Regions from separate parts of the Mus musculus genome. Here regions 2, 3, 4 and 5 are each linked to region 1. A link is a contact called in public Hi-C, HiChIP or PLAC-seq and capture Hi-C data. All regions are on one chromosome and are shown on one strand. The core of a region is the stretch at or near the end of the contact, and the rest is flanking DNA. Distances in the headings are between cores, read along the strand shown.

Region 1 (4,021 bases), core at 783-3,282:
AGTCTTCTAATCAAGGTGCTCGGGGAGAATAAATCCCTTTCACTCTCTAAGAAGAAGTCTGCTCAGTCACGCATATTCCAGAACCCAGGGTCTCAGCCCTGTGCTGTGGGTCTGCACTAAGAGTCGGGGAGTACGTACAACCTGTAGTGAGGCAGAGCTTCAATAAAATAAAAAAGATGGGTCTCACTGACCACTTTTATTTTATTTAAAACTACAACAAAATATTTTCATAAAAGTACTACCTAACACTGTGATGGTTTATGTATGCTTGGCCCGGGGAGTGGCACTATCAGAAGGTGGGGCCTTGTTGGAGTAGGTGTGTCACTGTGGGCATGGGCTTTAATACCCTAGTCCTAGCCGCCTGGAAAAGAGTCTCCTACTGACCTCCAGATGAAGATGTAGAACGCTCAGCTTCTCCTGCACCATGCCTGCCTGGGTGCTGCCATGCTCCTGCCTTGATGATAATGGACTGAACTTCTGAACCTGTAAGCCAGTCCCAGTTAAATGTTGTTCTTTATAAGAGTTGCCATGGCCATGGTGTCTGCTCACAGCAGTAAAACCCTAAGACAAACACCAATTCCAAGCATCCAAATTGACAGACTGGGAGCCACCGTACCTCTCTGGCCTTTCGCCCCTGCCCACCTGGAAGCATCTCCACCTTTAGCCTTACCTGCATGAACCTTTGTAACTTGAAATAGTTCACGGTTCTATACCATGAGACTCCCCTGTTAGGTTTACAAAGAGTTAAGCAGGGTTCCTGGCTGGCAGGGGTTGGGGGTTGGGAGGGTGCTTCTGAGGCTGGGGAAGGGGAGAGCAGGAAAACTGTTGGGACTGACAGTTCTAAGAGGATAACTTCACCATCTAACCACTTATGTCCAAAGAGGAAACTGAGGCCCGTTTGTTAAGATACAAACTTTGTAACTTTTTGACCCAGGAAGTTTTGAGAGTGATAATAAGGAAATGATTATAGAGTGCTTTGAGCTTTTCAGAGACAAGTAGTATTTAAAATACAAGGTATTATTACCTCCATAGAGTTTTTCTTTTGACTACCACTGTGCTTGAAAATGTGGGCAGAACACCGTTATTTTTCAAAACTCAGGTATTTCAAAAAAAAAAAAAATCCACGTGCACAATACCTACCCTCAGCCCTATAAACTAAGGCTCAGCTCTCTTGTCACTCGATAATTTAAACGTTCAAAGAGATCTGGTATTAGCTTTATCAGCTAACTTGGCCGCATTCCACGGGAGACATTTACCCTCTCCAACTCACACTTCGATCCTGCAATATGAAGGAAGGACTGCTTGATCAACCGTGAAAACAGTATTACATTTGAGGTCGTACATACAAGTACCAAACATCGCTCACTACAGGTATAAGGGAGGAACATGTCTTTCAAAGACCCTAAATAAATCAGGGCAGCCCAGGGCCAGCTGGTTCCTTGACAGAGGACCCATTGCTGAATCTTAGAACGCAGTCTCGTGAGAGGATTCCACGTGTACTCCATGACTGAGCTGCCTGTGTCTTGAAAGATTCCAAAACTGACAGTTCAAGTCCCGGTTTCATGTGTGTAGTCCGTTCCCCGAGGAGGCCCTGGAGTGTCCCCCTCTGCTTGCTTCATTGGCCTACAACAAGAGTCATACTAATGGGATGCAGAAAGGCGCGTGTATCCTTACAGGGGTGGCACTGAGGGTGCAGGCTCTGAAAAGAATCAGACGCTGGTTCACACCCCAGGGCTCTATGGCTGGAAACAGGTTGCTTGTCTGCTCTGAATCTTTGGTTCCTCATTAAAGATGGGAGGAGGCTATTAATAGCTTTTTTTTTTCTTTCCTGGGGTTGTTTTGAGAATTTAAAGCAAGCACTGAGACCAGGACACAGGAAAGACTCGATTCGCGTTAGCGCTTATTAAAAAGCAGTAACAGTCCATGTACCCCGGGGCTTACTGTTATTTCTTCGGAGTTCTGCTTTCAGTGCACAGTGGAACTAAAGATAACCATGCAGCTATTGTCTCTGACCCGCCTGGGTGCTCTTACTAGAACGAAAGGAAAAAGGAAATACACGGTGGCCCAGAATGGGGCTCCAGAGAAATCCAAAATGAGCTGCGGTCTAAAAGCGACTTCTTCTCTCCAAGCCTATTTTTAGCCAGCTGTGAACTTCTCTAATACGCAAAGAGTGATGCTGGGCTCCCTGAATAGCTCCGCTGACGAGCTCCTGCCTGCTTCTGCTACTATGGGAATTTATGGAGCTCTGGTCTCACACTTCATTAAAGAAATATACGGTGGTGCAGAGACAGGAGGCCAGACACCTATAACTCTTGTCTCAATCTCACAGTGATAAATCTTAGTAGTGCCTCATTTGTGGAGGAAAAAGGAGTAACCAAAGAGATGCTATCTACAGCCCCTTTGTGGCTGGCTTGACTTGGCTTGCTTTTTCTTCTTTTCTTTGCTCTAGATCTTTTTTGTTTTGTTTTCTTTTTTTTTTAAGAGTTGTTTATAATAGATAACTTTGTTAAGAGGTTATCAAAACAAGAGGTCTAAGTCAAAAGTACTCTCAAACCTGTAAGATACAAGTTTATAACAAAGACCTAGATCACTAATGCTAAGGAATTGTTTTTCACATACAACGTTGTTCATGATGGCCAAGAGGATCAATAGGTTCACTGTAACTGTGTTGGGTCAAAACTCTCTAGATTTATTTAATGGCAGTTGGGTTCTGGTGACTCCATTGCCAACCCTCACACACAGTCTGGTGCTGAGGGTGGGATGGAAGGAAAATATGGCACCTGTGCCACAAAACAAATACTTCTAAGAATCCCTGCATCTGTTTCCTGTTTTTACCATCTTAGCTAGAATTAGGTCCAGTGGCCACCCACGGTGGGAAGATGACTTGAACAAAAGACTTGGAAAGGTCAGACTTCCAAAGTGTACCTGTCATGGTCCTGATTAATAACTGCTAAAGAACCAAAAGAAAGCTGGGTATGGTGACCCAGGCATTCACTCCCAACACTTGAAGGAGTCCCAAGTTAGCTGAGCTATATATAGTGAGGCCCCGTCTGAAAAACAAAACCAAGCAAGCAAAATAAGGAAAAGAGAGAGGTTAAAGAATAGATAAACAGTGTTGGGGCTGTAGTCCAACAGTAGGGTACTTGCCGAGCACACCCAAGGCCCTGATTGAATTCCAAGCACCCCAAAACAAAGGACAACAGCAAAAGCTGGCTAAGGGACCATCAGCAAATGACATACCTAATGACAAGCAGACCTGCCCAGTGATTCAACCATCATTTCTTTTCTGATCCCTTCTCCATGTAACACAGGTCCCTACCCCTTCCTGCTCACTGACTAGTCCTGTGGTACAGCTTCCCAACTGTCTTGACTTCCTGCTCACTCGTCCACTCCTTGACTATTATTAAGCCGAATGGTCAAACATATGCTTCATTCATTACTCTCCTCTCTGCCCAGCACAGTGCCTGGAATATATTGATTAATCTATAAGTAACTTATCTTTATCAAATCAATATACTGTCTTTTTTATTATTAGATATTTTCTTTATTTACATTTCAAATGATACCCTCTTTCCTAGTTTCCCCTCCAGAAATCTCCTATCCCCTGCCCTCAGATCAATATACTTTCAAAAAACAAAATTGATTTATTTTCTACCATTTGGGTTTCTCTACCTAGAAACCTAGCACCAGAGTGACAGCATGCCAGAATGATTTTCCCTAATGTCAATTGAAGAATATCAGATATATTCTGTTTAACCTAAAATATCACAAGTTAATTCTTAGTGGGTTAAATCTGTTACTTATTTTAAAGCCTTTGATCTCAAGAAAGAAGAATAGACCGTCCAGAACACCAAGTTGTAATAATGACAGTATGAGGACCTCTCTGGGCTGGATGTTGTAAAGTAGGGTCCTCAGTGACAGAGAAATGGCACCCAACCATGGTTTCTGAGAAGCCCTTATTAACCTTGTGGTACCCTGGGGCCCTCCCTTGGAGTCTCCCCTTCCCTGCTTTGTCCTATGT
Region 2 (4,021 bases), core at 596-3,095, 900 kb after region 1:
TATACTCTGATATAATGCAGGCGGTGGCTTGAGTTTGAGGAACAGGAAGGGATTCAGGAGCCTGCATTTGAGAGAAGAGGACGTTGAGACTCAGCGGCATACAGCACTTTTAGTAAGGATGCTGGATACTGAGCAGAGGATTTGAAGCTCCAGCGGACCTAACGTGTCTGACTCTGGAGGGTTTCCACTTTCCCTTTTGCCACTTCCGCAGTTGCTGCAATTCCTGAAATGCTCCACATCTGCAAGCAGAGTAACCATCTATCCCATGTTGCCCAAGCCTTTCAAATTCTTCACTTTGTTGCAGTGCAATAATTAAAATGTGACAATAACACCCTCAGCTAGTTCATCGGTTTTGTCTTTTGTTTTTGTTTTTTCCTTTTTTATTTATTTACTTATTTTGTGGTAGCTGAGGAGAAGGATCTCAGGGACCCTCCAACACGATCGATCTTAACCCTGAAGGTGACAAAAGGGCAGCTGTTGATAAGCCATGTCTACTCTATAAAAGATTACATTTAAAGTTCAGGGCTTTCTACTGGGGAATTTCATGTGTGTGGCTGTGCATGTATACATTTTATTTTTCAATGATCTGGAGATCTCTTATAACACAATTACAAATTATTGTAATTTGATTCTAACTAAATATAGGTGTAGCAAATAGGGATCTTTGGTTTACAAATTATTTTCTTTCTGTGTAAAAAATATATGTGTGCATTCTGAATGGTCTACAGTGAGCTTGTGCAAAATTTGTACCAAAGGATAATCTTTAATATTAGAGTTGAGAAGTGTCAGCTGAATTCTATTTTGAAGAAAATAAGGTGTCATAGTTGGGATACAATAATTCTCCCAAGCAGAACAAAGTCCTTATAGCTAAAATGTTCTTGGTGATTCTGGTTTCTCCTTCAAACTTCATGTAAGTGTGAATTAACTCTACTGTAGAGAATGGTCTGAAAATGAAGGTCTAGAGGAGAGGAGGTAGGTGTGGCGCCTCTGAGGTGGTACACTTTCAGATCACTCATGGCTCTTAAGAGTGTTCTGTATCGTGTCCAAGTCTAACAGTAAGACAGCTCTTAAAAAAATAGGTCAGTTTTGTGCTTGTCTTTCATTTTACCTGCTCTGGTCCATGGTCCCTCTAGCCAGTGACATTCCTGAGCAGAAGAGAAGAGAGTGCATAGCAGTGCCATAAAATGACCCAGGAAGTTTGTACACTGTGGACAGTCAACCTCGAGCTGATCGATGTTCAGTGCAAGCCCTTCAGTGAGACACTGTTGTGTTGTGACTACTCTTGTGACTTGTGACAAGTTGCCTTCTCCTCTTTAATTTCCATTTCTCCAAGTGCAACGTGGAATTTCCATCATATGCCCCATGGTTCTCCGTGGTTCTGGTGGGATTTGAGGAGCGTGAATTACAAACTGGTATCCCGGAGCCATCCAGTCTAACGCAAGCTTTACTTTGCTCTGGGAGTAAACCTTAAGAAAAGGTCAGTTTTGCAGACGTCTTGAGGTTGTGTTCCAACGTCCTCGTTAAATAACCGAAGTCCAGACTGGCAGGCCCAGGGGAATATTTAATCAAGTAAAAAAAAAAAAGGCCAAGTCATTACTGGAACTCCGTCATCAGACCTGTAAACACAAGCATTTATTTGTGGGTGTCATGAGAAAGTGTGTTCACTTGTAATACTCTCTCCTGTACAGGTTCTACTTGTCAAATGTGTATGACTCTTCTGATAATTCAGAAGAGTGGAGAGAGCAAGACGAAAGGAAAGAGAGAAAATTACAACTGTAAACAGACTCTGGACAGCGAAGGATCAAAACAGCCTCTGGCTTGACTGGATGAGTCATAGCTATAGTCAGACCACAAATAGAAGCATAGCTTCTCTGTTGAAGGGCAGTCTTCCTGTCTGGAGAGGAAACCCAGCTCTGATTGGAGATAGTAGTTTTTGCAGACTTCAAAGCATCGCAAGCAACTGAACAGACAAGAGAAAGGGTTGGTAAACAGCGTTCCAGGTGCTACTCTGGAGAACCAGCCGCACAGCTCTGATTTGAAGCTATGTAGACATACTTTCATCGGAAGCCAAAAGCTGGTGGTTTGTTTGTATGCTTGGTTTGTTTTTTTCTTCTGCTTCTTTCTATAGTATTACTCCCTTCTAGCATCTGCATCTAATTTCATCTCAAGTAATGCAAGTTGTTCCTCCAGGCTCACACTCCAGGGCACAGAGAGAGATTGGCAAAGGGCCATCTAAGGAGGTAGGAGGAAGGCAAGGGCACGTGTTTTGAAACTACGAGGAAGGTGATGCTTTCAACAGGGCAAGTCTGAGACTGAGAGGGTGTGGCAGAACAGAGGAACATTCTAGTGGTTCCTACTAGGTAGACAAGCCAGTTTGGCCTCCTGAATTTAGACTTTAACACTGAGTCTGGGTATAGCTTAAAATTTAGTGTATATGTGAGGAAGAAGAACATGGAAAATTGGAATGAACGAATGGGACCCGGTGTCGGAGCCTGAGTGCCATTAAAGGTCTGGACTCTGTATGCTGTGGAAACAGGGAGGCAAGAAACAGAGACTACGGAAAGATGGGAACTCCAACCATGGGAGGTAGAATGAAGCAAGCTCAGGAAGGCCAACTACATCTGCTGTCACTTGGATGCTTGTCCAGCACAACGTAAGCCCCTGAACTTAGAAAGCACATAGGAGAGACGATGACATCGATAGATCTAATCGCTGGAGGATAGCAACATAAAATGTTTTTTACCAGTACATGTTTTGGTGTGTGTTAAGGTCATTGAGCTGAGTAGATGGGACCTGGAAAACTATATAGTCAGGTGATTGAAAATGACAAATGCATAATTTCCATTTGATAGACATAGGGGACAGGCAGTGAGGGAAAAGTTACCTGCACCATGTGTTTGACATTGGTGGTTTTGACTGACACAGGTTCACTACTTGCTCCACATTTCCTTTCCAACCTACGCTAGTAGCTTTTCTATCTGCTGTGATAAAATTCCCAGCTAAAGTGACCTACAGAGGAAGTATGAATTTAGACCTAAAGTTCCAGAGTACACAGGCCATGGTGGCAGGGTAGGTGCAGGAGGCGATGCGTCCTATTACATCTGTAATCAGGAAGCAGGCATAATGAAAGATGTTCAACCTCACTTTCTCATTTCATTCAAATCGAAACCCCAGCCCATAGAATCATACCTTCCACTTTCAGGGTGTCTTTTTCCACCTCAATGAACCAAATCTAGACTTATTTAAAGGATCGTTTCCATACCGACTCAAGTTCTGGTCGAATTGACATTTGGTGTTAGCTATCACACAGCTTTGATTTCACCCTGAGTCTTGGCCCTTGGGATCCCTGCAACACTGAACTTCTGTCAGGCAGCTGTGCCCTGGCTTCCTGTCTGAGGGTGGGTGAGTCACCTGTTCCCACTGGGTCCTGCATTCCTCATGTGTGAAATGAGGATGGGACAACAGTCTAGCTGTATGTCTGGAACAAGAAGCACCTGTTGCCAGCATTCTCTTTAATAAGCAAGCAAGCAAACAAACAAAGCCAGCCAATGAATCCTTCCTGTCATCATCCATGTCTTACAGATGGCCTAATAGATGATACATTAAATGATACATAATGCTCAAAAGGCCATAGGGTAACGTGTCCTGCTGACAGGCTCAGCCACCTCACTTTTAGCACCATTCCTTCTACTCCAAGCAGGTGATACTGATGTCTAGAAGTAAACAAAGAAATGTGCTCAGCTTCCCGAGATTTCTCTTTTTAATTATTTTTATTTATGTACCTATTGAGCTGTGTGGACTGCATGCACGCAAGTGCCTATTGAGGTCAGAAGTGAGCATCAGATCCCACAGAGCCAGATGCAGAGGCAGTTGTGAGCTGTCTAAAACGGTGGCCGGGAACTGAATTCAGGTCCTCTGGAAATGCAGTGAGTTTTCCTAAGCCCTGAGCAGTCCCTTCATTCCTGCTGTAATTTTTATTGAATACACCAAGCTTTCATTAGTTCTTCTTCATAAAGCCAGA
Region 3 (4,021 bases), core at 766-3,265, 620 kb after region 1:
TTTCTGCTCTCAAAGGCAGAGGTGCAGCACAGAAGCAATGAACAGTGGCTTTTCACTTGTGTTCATCTGGTCTTCTTGAACCATTTGCCACCACAAGTTTGGCACTTCGGAAGGCACCCAGTGATTGGATTGGGGCTAGGGAACACAGACGAAAGGATGTCATTAGGGTCCTGGATGTGACATCTTCATCAATGAGAGTAATACTGGGAAAAAACATCTTCCTAGTGACAGCATCCTGCTAAATAATGTGAAAAGGGACAAGAAGCCCCAAATTATATATTTGTGAGGTGTTCTGGGACGGCAGGATGCTAATGATGAGCCAAGGCATTTTGTGGGATGGCCACTACAGGGAGCTAGAAGAAACTTACTGATTAGCAGTAAGTGTGAACTAGAGAAAATCTTGTTTGCCTTTGGTGTAGAAGTCATAGATTCAAATCCTGATCACCTTAAGATGTGTAGCATAGAAATTCTCCATTCTGCCTCCCCTGCTGACTGCTCTGGAGATATCTGAGGTCTTGTGCATGCACAGTTAATGCCCATGTCTGGTGCTAGATTTTCTTTGGTGGAGATAAAGGCCTGGAGATTACTTTTTTTAATGAAGAAAAGTTATATAAGATCAACATTAAAGCTAGCATTACATACCAGAACTAAATCCTTCCTCCCACATATGGGATCTCAATTAACTATTAAAAATATATGGAGACACTTCCAATCTTAGCAGGTGAGGACACCAAATGTCACTTAATTCTTAGACTTTGAAACCCAGCCTCCTGAAGTCAGCAGCAGTTCTTTGACTGTATGTCAGGCTTGCTGCGGTTCTCACGTGAATAAGCCCTAACAAGACTATGCCTTGAAGATGTTGTAAAGACAGCTCTCTGATTGGACTTGGCTCGGAAGGAAAGGAATTCTATTCTTTCTTCCCCTCTCACGATAGTCTCACTGGAGTTCTGTGATCTTTTAATTTGCCCCTGGCATGAAGGTAGCTTTACCTCCCTCCATTTCTCAGGGATTCTGACACATCCAAGAAAAGGATTTTGGAAGACCTACCATTCAACATGGTTACAGGCTTTAAAATGACAAACCACTTCTCTGAGCCTTAAGGAGTAGCTATACTAATGTTCGTTTTTAATCAAAAGGTTGGTTTGTTTGTTTGGATACGGTCTCTTGTTGACCTGGAATTTGACCAGTAAGCTGGACTTGATGGCCAGTGAGCCACATGGATCTACCTCTCAGCACTAGGTTAGAACATGTGCCACTACACCTGGCTTTGGGAATTTGCATTTTTCATTTTTTTGTGTATGGGTTTGGGGCAATATGTATGTTTGTGTACCACATGGGAGCAGTTTCTCCAAAGAGGATGTTGAATTATCAGAACTGGGGTTGCATAAGGGTGTGAGCTGCCATGTGTGTTCTGGATTTGAACCTGGGTCTTCTGGAAGAGCAGGCAGTGCTGTTAATGGACAAACCATCTTTCCAGTCCCTCACACCTAGCTTTAAAAAAAAAACAAAAACCTAAGTCCTAGTGAATGAAGGCAGGTCTCTGTGCTTCCTTGATAAGCACTTTGCCAAGTGAGACATCTCCCAGCTCTACTCTTTTGTATTTTAAAGCTAATTTATATAATTCAAATATAAACAAAACTTCATGTTCCTATATTAATAATTCTACATTTCTCTGAAATGTTCAGTTGTTCATATGCATGTTCTTGCCTGAAAATACTGAATTCTCCCACACCACTTCAAAGTTTTTGTTTTTTTTTTTTTTTGTTACAATATTCTACCTGGAGAGTGAGTTTTGTTTGAAGGTAGGCTTGTCTAAGACATCTCTCAAGGGGGCTTAGATAATGATGAAGACTCTTATTAGAACATAACATCAGTTCCAAAGAGGATTCAAGCCAGTTTTCTTTTCAGTGGCAAATCAAACCCCACCAAGAAGAGAGGTGTCATCATAAACCACAGAGAGCAGCCTGTTCTCCCCCATTTTCAATTAGTTCCTCTTTTCTCTGCCATTTCAGGTTGTTCATGTCTTTGTGAAAGTCCATACCCTGTGCTTTTAAGCAGTTGTTTGTAGATGTGCTTTCTTCCTACTGCTCTGGAAACTTGGGAATGAAGGGAGGGTATCTCAGACTTTCATTTCTCGCTGCACTTCCAGGGTGTTCAGCTCAGGCAGAGGGAGCTCATTAGAGGAGGCATATGAAGTGTTTGTTTAAAGAGAATTTTAAGAAGTTTGAAGAGTTATAAGCAACAATCCAAAGAGTTATCCTCAGAAAGATTTCATATAAAAAAATGAAAGTTGAATTTTTTTTACAGAATCCCCAGCTATGTGTTTTATAGGTATCATGTGTGTGTGTGTGTGTGTGTGTGTGTGTGTGTGTGTGTGTGTGTGTGTGTTTCTGCTTGTCTTTCTATGTAAGCATGTGTATGAGTGTGTCTCAATGTGTTTCTGTGTGTATCTGTATCTGTGTGAATGTGTGTCTGTGTGTGTATGTTTGTGTGTATGTGTAAAAAAAGAAACTCATGACATCACCAGAAAATAGTTTAGAGGGTTTTGATATCATCTAGCAAAATTGGGGGGGGGTCATAATTTTTATCAATAAAGAAGATTTTTTATTCTGATTAGAAAATCACAGTTTAGAGATAACACTGAATTTGCTGTCATTATTTCTCGTCTGCTTGAAACACAGATACAAATATAAAATATACATTGTGGTCAGGATACAGGAGGAGGGCAGCCCGCAGTGCAGGACAGTTTGTGGTAGGAAATGTGTGCTCAGCTGGGAAGCAGGGCTGCTGGGGTTTTAACTGGGAGCTCCTGGGAGCTCCCAGGGCTGCATGAAGTCTTTGCTTTTGGAGACGCTACAGCATTGCCATCCTCTGGGAAGCCTTCTTGATCGTCAGAACCAAGAAGAAATTAACATTCCATAAGTGAGTTAGGCAGTAGAACTATTTGAATTTAAATAATTACACTGGCACTTGAGGAGAAATTTGCTGAATCATAGACCAAGCTCTTTCTGTGGATTGGAACTACCAGTCTGTTTTAACCCTCACACTTGAAGTGTGCTTCTCACGGTTCACCTCACCGTTCATGTAGATAACGATGGCATCTGCAGAACACTGAAGGAAATGGAGCATCTGCGTTCCCAGATGATAACCCATGGACTCTGGAGACCCTCCTCTGCCCCCTCGTAATCCTCTCAAGTATGGTACACCTGAAACTCACTTAAGCTTACTCTCTGGCAGGTTTTTACATGGTTACGTAAAATAATTTTACTTTAAATAAATTATCCATAATTTGTTGGTTTATCTTCTAATTAAAATTCATGAAGCATCAGTGTTATGCAGAAACACCATTGTAAATGCTGGGGCCCAGCAATGAGTTTTCTGTCTGGTGGTGTAGGAGTTTAGGAGACAGGTGGTCCTAAGATCACGATGTGTTTCCTGACTTCATTTCTTTACATGTAACTTGTAGGTAGGAAGCCTGAATGCCTTCTGTTTTCAGTCTAAAGTGTGTCTACAAAACTACAGAAGAAGTACAACTCGAACATTGGAGTTGCTCCCCATTGCATAGGGAACCGGGACGTGTGAATCTGCTTTTAGCAATAGTCATGATCCAGGCCTTGGTTTCTGGGTGATACCAGGATGATAGTTTGTGAACAGAGTGGTATGCATCTCCTAGCCTCTATCCTTTGACACTCCTCACCAAGGAGTGAGTTTGGGCTCTCTTAGAAGGCCTCCTTGGCATCACTTCTGTAACCACAGCATTTCAAGGGAAGTACATGTGGAAAGTTGTAATCTCTGGGCTGAAAAAAATTATACAGACATTCTAGGTCCTAATAGTTTCATTCTCCCTGATATTCTCTTGATTACACTAAGGCCAAAATGCTCCCTAAAACATGAGATGTCGCCTCAGCATCTTATAATCCTTCCTGTTCTGTGATATTGCTCATTTCACCAAAAATGTAAGATCACATTTTAATTTTATAAAATTAAAGTTTTAACACAGCTCCCTTTCTAGTCTTCCAAC
Region 4 (4,021 bases), core at 1,136-3,635, 570 kb after region 1:
TAACAATAAAATATCGTATAAAAACTTTGGGGTGGGGAGGCCTAGGTTGATTGAGGGTCTAATTTAAAGTGAATGATCAGCAGAGTTTGAATGACTCAGGTACTGTCTTCTGCCACTGTCTTGCTCTCAATTTATATTTTGTTGGGCTCAGTAGGACAAGGAGGGAGCAAAGAAAAGAAAGCAACCTTTTCCGAATGCATTTTCATGTGCTAACCAAGGATTTTTTTTAAGAAAAAAAGCCCCAGCACAAAGGAGAAAAGTGACAGAAATTAGTCTATGCAGTGAAGGAAGGACTGCTGCACCAGAAATCAGAGCCTTAGGCTGGTGCTGATCTGGCCATGACCTTTACATTGAAGGGAACTCAATAAACATCAAGGCCAGGCCCAGGGCTCAGTAGTTTAAAGTGCTTGCTTCACAAGGCTATTGCCCTCATGCCTGGAGCCCATGGTGAAGGTGAGAGCAGATGCCCAAAATTATCCTCTGACCACCATACACACATAGTGGTGGTAGTGTGTGTGTGTGTCTGTGTGTGTGTGTGTGTATAAGCACACCAATACTAGTTAAATTAATGACAACATATTACATCTATATGTTTTTGATGTTATGTTATATTATTATTGCATATTTAAAAACTTAGTGCTTTAATACAATAGTTATTTTTTCAATAATGGCTCCTTGTTGGTTTCCACTTGTGGACTCAGGGACATGAACCCACTTTGCTGCCAGGTCTACCATTGCTCTAGAGCTCTAAGGCCCACAGGCTACAGCCTTAGCCTTGGACACAGGAGGAAAGATGGTGGCCAGGGTCTCATCAGGAGCTGCAGCTGATTGCCATCCTGGAAGAGTGACCCCATGTTCCTTCTACCATACTCCATGGGCTGGGACTCAGGTGATAATTACAAGACACGGTTGGAAGTATGACTAAGCTGAGCCACAAAGCAGGGATGCTTCGATGCATGTCTAGCCTGTCTTTGCTCTCTGTCACCATTCCAGAGCCATTCGTATTGGTGTGGTTCAGTCTGAAACAGGAAGCTGTGGTACCTCAGAACAAACTGTGGTTGATTTAGCTTTCTCTAAGTAAAATAAACTTATATATTGTTCCTATATGTGTTCCTTATAATAATCTAATTTGAACCAGTGACTAAAACATATGTTCTTGGTTCACCCCAGTTAGGTAATTTAACCTCTAATTTCTCTGTTTTGAAAATTGGGGACACCTTATTTTTTGGGAAGGAAAAAATATATTTACCTATTAACAAAACTCATCTAGGAGGCTGCTGTTTGTAAGCTGTGGATGTTGAACAGTCAGTGAAGCAGACTTTCAGTCTGGTTTAGGATTTTCATTTCCAATAAAGAACAGACAGAAGGGTCACGGCACTCATTCCTAAGGAAGTGATGCCTTACTGAGCTGAGGAGTGGACAGGAGGTTAGACGTCTCAGGCAGTGGAACTTGCTGACTTGAGGACCTGAAAGAGGCCACTGTGGTCAGAGACCGAGAGAGCAGCTTGAAGTAAGGCGGGTTTTGAGATGGACAGAGGTCTTGCTAAGGACTTTGGGCTTTCTCCCAAAAGGCAAAGACTGCTTAGCTATTTCATTATTTCTTACACACTCATCCATTACCAGCTTTTCCTGAAAGGTCTTTGGCAGCAGGGAAGAGGCGGAGGCAGCACCATGAGTAAGTGAACAGAGAATCTGCTCCCTGAGTGTTGTGGGTTTTAGCCACACCCCGTGTTCCATATCTCTCTCTGTGAAGCGCCTTACTTTCTAAAGCTGAAAGAAAGAGGAGCTTAAATTAAAGCATGGCTCAGCTAAAATACAACCTAAAGAGTAAACCATGTTTCCTGCTCCAGATGTGAACACATCTGCATTTTCTATCACATGATTTAGGAGAGACACCTTGAACTTGGAGCCATCCCTGTCTTTTTGTCTGTTAGGCAATGCTTATTACAGATGACTTCCTGGCACTTGTTTCCAGAAAGAGGTCCAGCGTAAATCCTTCTGAAGCCAGCATACTCCACTTTTCTGTACAGTGTGAGCCATGGTGCTCCCCCTTTTATAATCTTTTAAAAAAATATCTATCCTGACTGAGCTAGACCTCCTTAATCTTCATTCCTTTTCTTCCTGTTGAAATGGCAGGTTTCCTCTCCAAAATTTGGACAAGCTTTAAAATTAGATCTCAAACTGCCAGCCTCACAAATCTGCCCTGACAACAAATTTGTTGATTGTGTTTTCTCCTCAAGAAATAGAGTAGCTCTGAGAGGCATTGTGTTTAGCTAGCTGTCCTGGAAACACAGATACAGCTCTGGGCTCTGAGCCGACCAAGGGTTGTGGGCTTCAGTGACTTGGCAAAGCACAACAGGACAGAAGCCGGCAGAGCATGAAGCCTGTCTTTGTCATAGTTTGCTAGAAAGCCAGAGTCAGGCTCCCAGCATGTTCTTTCCCAGACTGCCACATGCCATAGGAGTGAGGGACAATTCAAGTGGCTGTAACGTATGTAAGTCAGTCCAGTCTGTCTTTCCATGATGCCTCATGTGTGACTGTTCCTACACACTAATTGTTGCTCATAAATTAAAATCATAGAATTGTCTAAACCTTTACATGTAGAAATTCTGTGAATTAGGTTTGTGTTTGACCCCAGTTGTCTGACCCCATGCATTCTGTCTAATACTATACTGATCCTGGCCTCCTTTATAGTCCCCAAGAAATCATGTTTGACCTTGCCTTTCTGATTCTATGCCTGGTACTGAAATATCTTGTTCACATTTTTATGCCTAAATGCTATATGACCAATTCCAGCATCATCTTGTCTTTGAAAATTGATTCAAAGTGATCATTTTCTGTCTTGCTCTGTGACACAGGTCTCCTCCTCCTCTTCCTCCTCCTCTTCCTCCTCCCCTTTTCCCCCTCCTCCTCCTCCTTCCTCTCCTATAGAAAAGAAAGGGAGACATTACCCTTGTCTGAATGATTCAGAACAGCAGGCAGACTTCCATTGCAAAGCTGTATGGCTGTGGCCTGGTAAGGTTCTACACTAAGAACAGGAGTTATGGTAAGGAAAGCTGCAGCATCTCATTAAAGAGTTACTATTCCATCTGACTGTTCACAGTGGTGAGGGATGAGCTGCCTTTCAAGAGGGGATCCCTTGGCCAAATGATTGGCACATTCCAACTGTGATGTGAGGTCTACACCCAGGCTAGAGATGCTATTCATGTGACCATAAGTTTTTTTTTTTTTCATAAAGGAGTTTTTGTTGCTACACTAACATTGCTTTTTTAGGAGAGGCGACCTTAAAGTCATTTAAGAAACATATCAAGAATGAGGACTCCTAAACATTTTTGGCATCTCTAAGCCTCTGGCAAGGATGAGTGTATCATGAGGCCCAAGGACACTTCTTGGTACGGGATACTTGAACCTGCTTCTAGTTAGGGTGTGGTTCAGATCTTAGCACATACCTTTAATCCATCTGGCTGGAATACAAACATACCCTTCGCACACACCTTTAGTCCCAAACAATGAAGGTAACATTAGCTTGTAGAAGGAAGCACTCATGTTTGAATTGAGTGGCAGGAAACGTGATGAATCAGAGAAAGATTTGACAGAATAGGATATGCCCAACTCTCCAAAGAGAGGAGGGGGAAAGGAAAGCTGCTTAATGGAGAGACAGACAGCACCGGAAGAAAAGCGCACAGTACAGGATATTCTAGAGTTCATGGAGAGCAGGACAGGAGAGTTGAACCAGCCAGCTAGGGTTCAGGAAGACCAAGAAAGGATGAATTTGCTCAGCAGTAAGTCTCAGGAAACATTCTAGCCCCAGATTAGATTGTACAGAGGCTAGAAGCTTCCAAAACTAGGCCTAGATTAGCTGAAGGAGGCAGTAAGCTTTGGAGACAACAGTTACTACCGGAGAATAAAAGTTACGTTTACAATGTCTGTCTTGGCCAACTTGGACAGAGAACAGTTGGTTTTCCTTGAGGTCTTTGCAGTCTCCTGAGCTGGCCAGTTTCTTCCTCATATCCGTGTCTTC
Region 5 (4,021 bases), core at 685-3,184, 530 kb after region 1:
GATAGCCAACACAAAATCAGCTCTGTTTTTCTTTGTGTGTATGTGCTGTTTTGGTTTGGCTTAGTTTTGTTTGTGTGTAGGACAGGGGGAGATGGGGAGGATCTTAGAAGAGCAAAGGAGGGGAGGAATATAATCAAAATATATGAAAAAACTTAAGCCAATAAATACAAAAAACAAGTGTGGGTTGTTTTGTGTTTGTTTAATATAAAACTAAACACTAACTCTGGTCTACTGATAAAATATAAAATCTGTTTGCTGATCCTCCGCTTAGTCTGCTTTCATGGCCATACACAATTATATTTAGGAAATAAACAGATATGAGACAAAAACACTAGTCTTATAAGAGATACACAGATGCCTTTCTGGAAAGAAGTATTAAATAATTAATTATGAGACATGTAAACACACGCAAATACTATAAAAGTTTGCGCACCTTGTGTGTGCGCCTAGTGGCTACAGAGACCAGAAGAGGACATCAGATCCCCTGTAACCAAAGTTACAATCAGTTGTTAGCTGCCATGTGTGTCCTAGGAATGAACATAGGTCCTCTTGGAAGAGCAACAAATGCTATTAATCACTGAGACATCTCTCCAGCCCCAAAGGTGTTTTTCATTTTGTTATTTTTCATCTGTTTGAAACAGGGTTTCACTGTGTAGCCCTTGCTGGTCTAGAATTCACTGTGAAGATCAGGTTGGCCTCAAGCTCATGGAGATCCAACTGGCTTTGCCTCCCAATTACTGGAACTAAAGACATTTGTCACCACAACCTGCCAAGTTTGAAACTTTTACACGTCTGTGCCAGTCTACAGTCTACCCTGTGCCTCAGTTATGGTGCCTTACAGTAAACCTTGCTTTCAAACCGTTTACATCCTTCAGCAAGTTGAATATAGTGGTACGTGTCTCAGCCACTGTAGAGGCTATGGCAACAATGTTACAAGGTCAGTTCCACCCTGAGCAACACAGCATCTCCCTGTCCCACTTTCTTTTTTTGTGTAGATAGAGGATGAGAGCAAAATATCCACCTCTGTTATTGTCAAAATTGGTTGGACTGTTCTGCATCCTTTTGCATTCTAGAAGTGGCTTGTCAATTCATATTGATAAAGCCCGCAGGATTACTCATAATTCAAATGAGAAGCATTGACTCCTTAAAAGGACTTCCAAACCATGAACATGATGTATCTGTTCCTTGATGTAAGTGTTCTTTCATTTTGCTCGGTGACTTTTTTTTAATTTTAAACTATAGAAGTCTTATGTATATTTTGGATCAAAAGCTAGAAATAAAAGCCAAAATTATAAAGTTTTTATGAAAAAAAACACTCCCAAGAAAGTTCTTATGAAATTAGGGCAGTCAAAGATTTAATGTAGGATATACCCAAATAAATCTATTGAAAGATAAATTCAATTTCATCAACATTCTAAAAGCGTGTAAGTCCAGGACATGGAAACTCTTGACAAGAGAACTAAAATTTACATCCATACCAGCCAGGGCTTGAAACAAGACCCTGTCCTCAAAAAACGAAAAGCAGAAAAATCTAAAACTTGTTCTCAGAAGAAACCATTGAAATGTGAAACACCAAGCCATGCATCCAAAATGATATGTGTCCAGTATACAGAGAGCAGGTTTCTAACTCAATCAAAACAAAAAACAAAAGGAGGCAAAAGGTTTAAACAGATGCTTTTCTGGGAAAAATCATCAACTAAAAATATGCTTGGTATCTGTGGTCCCCAAGAAGAGACTTCCTAAAGTGTCCCCTTACTTGAGTTAGGAACAAATTCAAATTGAAGAGATTCGAGGCTCTGCCACGTCCCAGGCGCGAACTGGGATGTGAAATGGCTGAGATTCTCCTGAACTGCTGAGAACAGGATCGTACAATGGATACTTTTAAAAGATCTTAGCAGTGTCTTTAAAAATTAAACACACAGTAAACATAACCAAGCTTTTCTCCAACATGTTCGCCTAAAGCAAACAAAACCCCTGTTTTCACACAGACTTGAACATAGAGGTTGATGTCAACTTTATTTGTAGTAGTCAAAATTGGCAGTGGCCCAAGACTCCATCTGTAGGTGAAAGGACAAATTGCATCATCGTCACACAGTAAAATGGACACATAGGGAAATAAGCTGGTAAAATGTGAAAGACTGACTTGCTGAGGGTAGGGAGGAATGCCAAGAGAAAGACATGGGTGATAGTTCTGGCTTGGTCATGGTGTTAACTATAGCTTTTACATTTATTAAAAATAATCAAAACATTTACGTAAAATGGCCTTGGTTATTACATTTACAGAATATCCAAAAGTATAGTATGGCTTAGCAACTAAGAAGACTTGTTCCTCTTTGAACCAAGACATGGTTCCTAATACCCACACTAGTATTCACAGCCTCCTAATTCCAGTTCCAGGGGATCCAATACCCTCTTTTGGCTTCCGGGACACCTGCATGTACACAGTACACACACATGCAAGAAGGCACACATGCAGACACAGAAATAAAATTTTAAATTTTAGTATATGGAAATAAACACCATGAAGTACATTTCTATATTTTTTTTCCCGTTAGACTGAAGCATGCTTAAGTGAGGGTTAGTGAACCATACATACTGCAGAGTTTCCTCATTTCTGCACACCTTTTTTGGGCTTCTTTAGAAACAATAAGAACTTAAAGGCTGTTTATGCTTTTCCCCCTTAATATTTAAAGTTTGTGTGCACGTGCCTGATTGAACCTTATTTACCTAAGTAAAATATCCTGATGAAACTTTCCCAGTGCGGTCTACTTAGATTTTAAGAATCTGACCCATTCTTTCCCTCCCTCCCTTCCTTCCTTCCTTCCTTCCTTCCTTCCCTCCCTCCCTCCCTCCCTTCGTTTCTTCTTCTTCTTCTTCTTCTTCTTCTTCTTCTTCTTCCTCTTCCTCTTCCTCTTCCTCCTCCTCCTCTTCTTCTTCTTCTTCTTCTTCTTCTTCTTCTTCTTCTTCTTCTTCTTCTTCTTCTTCTTCTCTTCTTCTTCTTCTTCTTCTTCTTCTTCTTCTTCTTCTTCTTCTTCTTCTTCTTCTTCTTCTTCTTCTCCTCTTCCTCCTCCTCCTTCTCTCTGTCTCTGTCTCTCATTTCACTCTTTTGATCATCATGGACAGATTTGGGGTGAAATGTAGTGCTTCTAGTGACTCTGGCAGGGAGCATCAGTTGGTTATGTCCTGTAAAAGGCATACGGCTAAAGAAGCTTTTGAATGGAAATGGAGTCCCTGTTCTTCTTTTTTCTGTGTCAGCTTTGATTTGATTAGGTCTGAAAAGGGGAAACTATTCAGATACACTAAACAGAAGAGCATTAGCCCACCCCCTAGTCCTTGTGTTACTGTTAAATTTTGGTAGGTAAAAGGCACAGTACAACTCACCCCTGCCTCCCTGAGAACCAGCCACTAAAGCGCACAGTAGGAGGGCTTTGTCATGAAAATTCCAAAGCTTGAAGAGACTCTTGCCTACAGCTTTCCTTGGGGCAGCATCCTACCTGTAGCAGTTCTGACCACTCTACTGAACATCTCTCAGTGCCTGTAAATCTTTCCTTCTGAAAGAGACTGACAGAGATCTAGTCACAAGATATAAGTGCATCTATTAGGCAAGTAACCAGATCCCCATCTTGCAGTAGCCTCATGTGGGTATGTAAGAAGCTTTGATAACCAGGTTTCTATTTGAATCTGGTCAGGCCAGTCTTTGGTTTAGTATGTGTGTGCATGTGACTCTTCTCTCCTTAACATTTGCTAACGATTGGGGTAGTATTTGCATACTGCTGGGGACTGGATGATGTAAAACTTGCTTCTTCTCTCCAATATTGTTCTTCATGGTGAGTTTTTATGTTTTACTTACAACTACTGAACTACTACCATGCACAACAAAGCTACACAGGTCATGAATATTCAAAAGTGTAGCTACCTACCTACCTACTTACCTCTACCTCTACATACACACACACACACACACACACACACACACACACACACACACACACACCACATTTAAAACCATGTACTCTCATGT

Evidence for each region. HiChIP or PLAC-seq counts read pairs in DNA pulled down with a chosen protein or histone mark. Hi-C and Micro-C count contacts between places; a contact is called where the count stands out from the background. Capture Hi-C pulls out chosen DNA fragments and counts their contacts.
Region 2: a Hi-C map of bone marrow-derived macrophages shows a contact between it and region 1, with 14 read pairs. The contact joins two enhancer-like sites. A contact is called at or near these places in 4 of 484 Hi-C or Micro-C datasets (B cells, bone marrow-derived macrophages and pro-B cells) and 2 of 115 datasets of contacts at active chromatin or transcription factors (bone marrow-derived macrophages and large pre-B cells).
Region 3: a capture Hi-C map of embryonic stem cells shows a contact between it and region 1, with 3 times the contacts expected there. The contact joins two enhancer-like sites. A contact is called at or near these places in 2 of 115 datasets of contacts at active chromatin or transcription factors (embryonic stem cells and large pre-B cells) and 1 of 9 other capture datasets (embryonic stem cells).
Region 4: a Hi-C map of bone marrow-derived macrophages shows a contact between it and region 1, with 14 read pairs. The contact joins two enhancer-like sites. A contact is called at or near these places in 1 of 484 Hi-C or Micro-C datasets (bone marrow-derived macrophages), 2 of 115 datasets of contacts at active chromatin or transcription factors (the 230-238 cell line and large pre-B cells) and 1 of 9 other capture datasets (embryonic stem cells).
Region 5: a contact with region 1 is called in a RAD21 HiChIP or PLAC-seq map of pro-B cells, with 5 times the contacts expected there. The contact joins two enhancer-like sites. A contact is called at or near these places in 1 of 15 datasets of contacts at CTCF or cohesin (pro-B cells), 1 of 484 Hi-C or Micro-C datasets (centrocytes) and 4 of 115 datasets of contacts at active chromatin or transcription factors (the 230-238 cell line, embryonic stem cells and large pre-B cells).

The regions. Positions count from the first base shown.
Region 1 is chr16:24,346,074-24,350,094 of GRCm38.p6, forward strand. No RefSeq gene overlaps it. Among named protein-coding and RNA genes, the nearest start is that of Lpp, 45 kb to the right of the region's middle. Within about 2 kb of position 2,033, at least 74 of the 459 cell types and tissues checked have an H3K27ac peak or open chromatin away from gene starts, as enhancers often do. A contact at or near this core is called in the 230-238 cell line, B cells, bone marrow-derived macrophages and 1 more, where this site is marked.
Region 2 is chr16:25,247,141-25,251,161 of GRCm38.p6, forward strand. No RefSeq gene overlaps it. Among named protein-coding and RNA genes, the nearest start is that of Tprg, 38 kb to the right of the region's middle. Within about 2 kb of position 1,846, at least 72 of the 459 cell types and tissues checked have an H3K27ac peak or open chromatin away from gene starts, as enhancers often do. A contact at or near this core is called in B cells, bone marrow-derived macrophages and pro-B cells, where this site is marked.
Region 3 is chr16:24,962,531-24,966,551 of GRCm38.p6, forward strand. All of the region lies in intron 10 of Lpp (LIM domain containing preferred translocation partner in lipoma), which reads left to right. Among named protein-coding and RNA genes, the nearest start is that of Gm52245, 23 kb to the left of the region's middle. Within about 2 kb of position 2,016, at least 43 of the 459 cell types and tissues checked have an H3K27ac peak or open chromatin away from gene starts, as enhancers often do.
Region 4 is chr16:24,912,211-24,916,231 of GRCm38.p6, forward strand. The region is part of intron 10 of Lpp (LIM domain containing preferred translocation partner in lipoma); the gene reads left to right. Among named protein-coding and RNA genes, the nearest start is that of Gm52245, 27 kb to the right of the region's middle. Within about 2 kb of position 2,386, at least 143 of the 459 cell types and tissues checked have an H3K27ac peak or open chromatin away from gene starts, as enhancers often do. A contact at or near this core is called in the 230-238 cell line and bone marrow-derived macrophages, where this site is marked.
Region 5 is chr16:24,872,422-24,876,442 of GRCm38.p6, forward strand. The region is part of intron 9 of Lpp (LIM domain containing preferred translocation partner in lipoma); the gene reads left to right. Among named protein-coding and RNA genes, the nearest start is that of Gm22672, 9.7 kb to the right of the region's middle. Within about 2 kb of position 1,935, at least 17 of the 459 cell types and tissues checked have an H3K27ac peak or open chromatin away from gene starts, as enhancers often do. A contact at or near this core is called in pro-B cells, where this site is marked.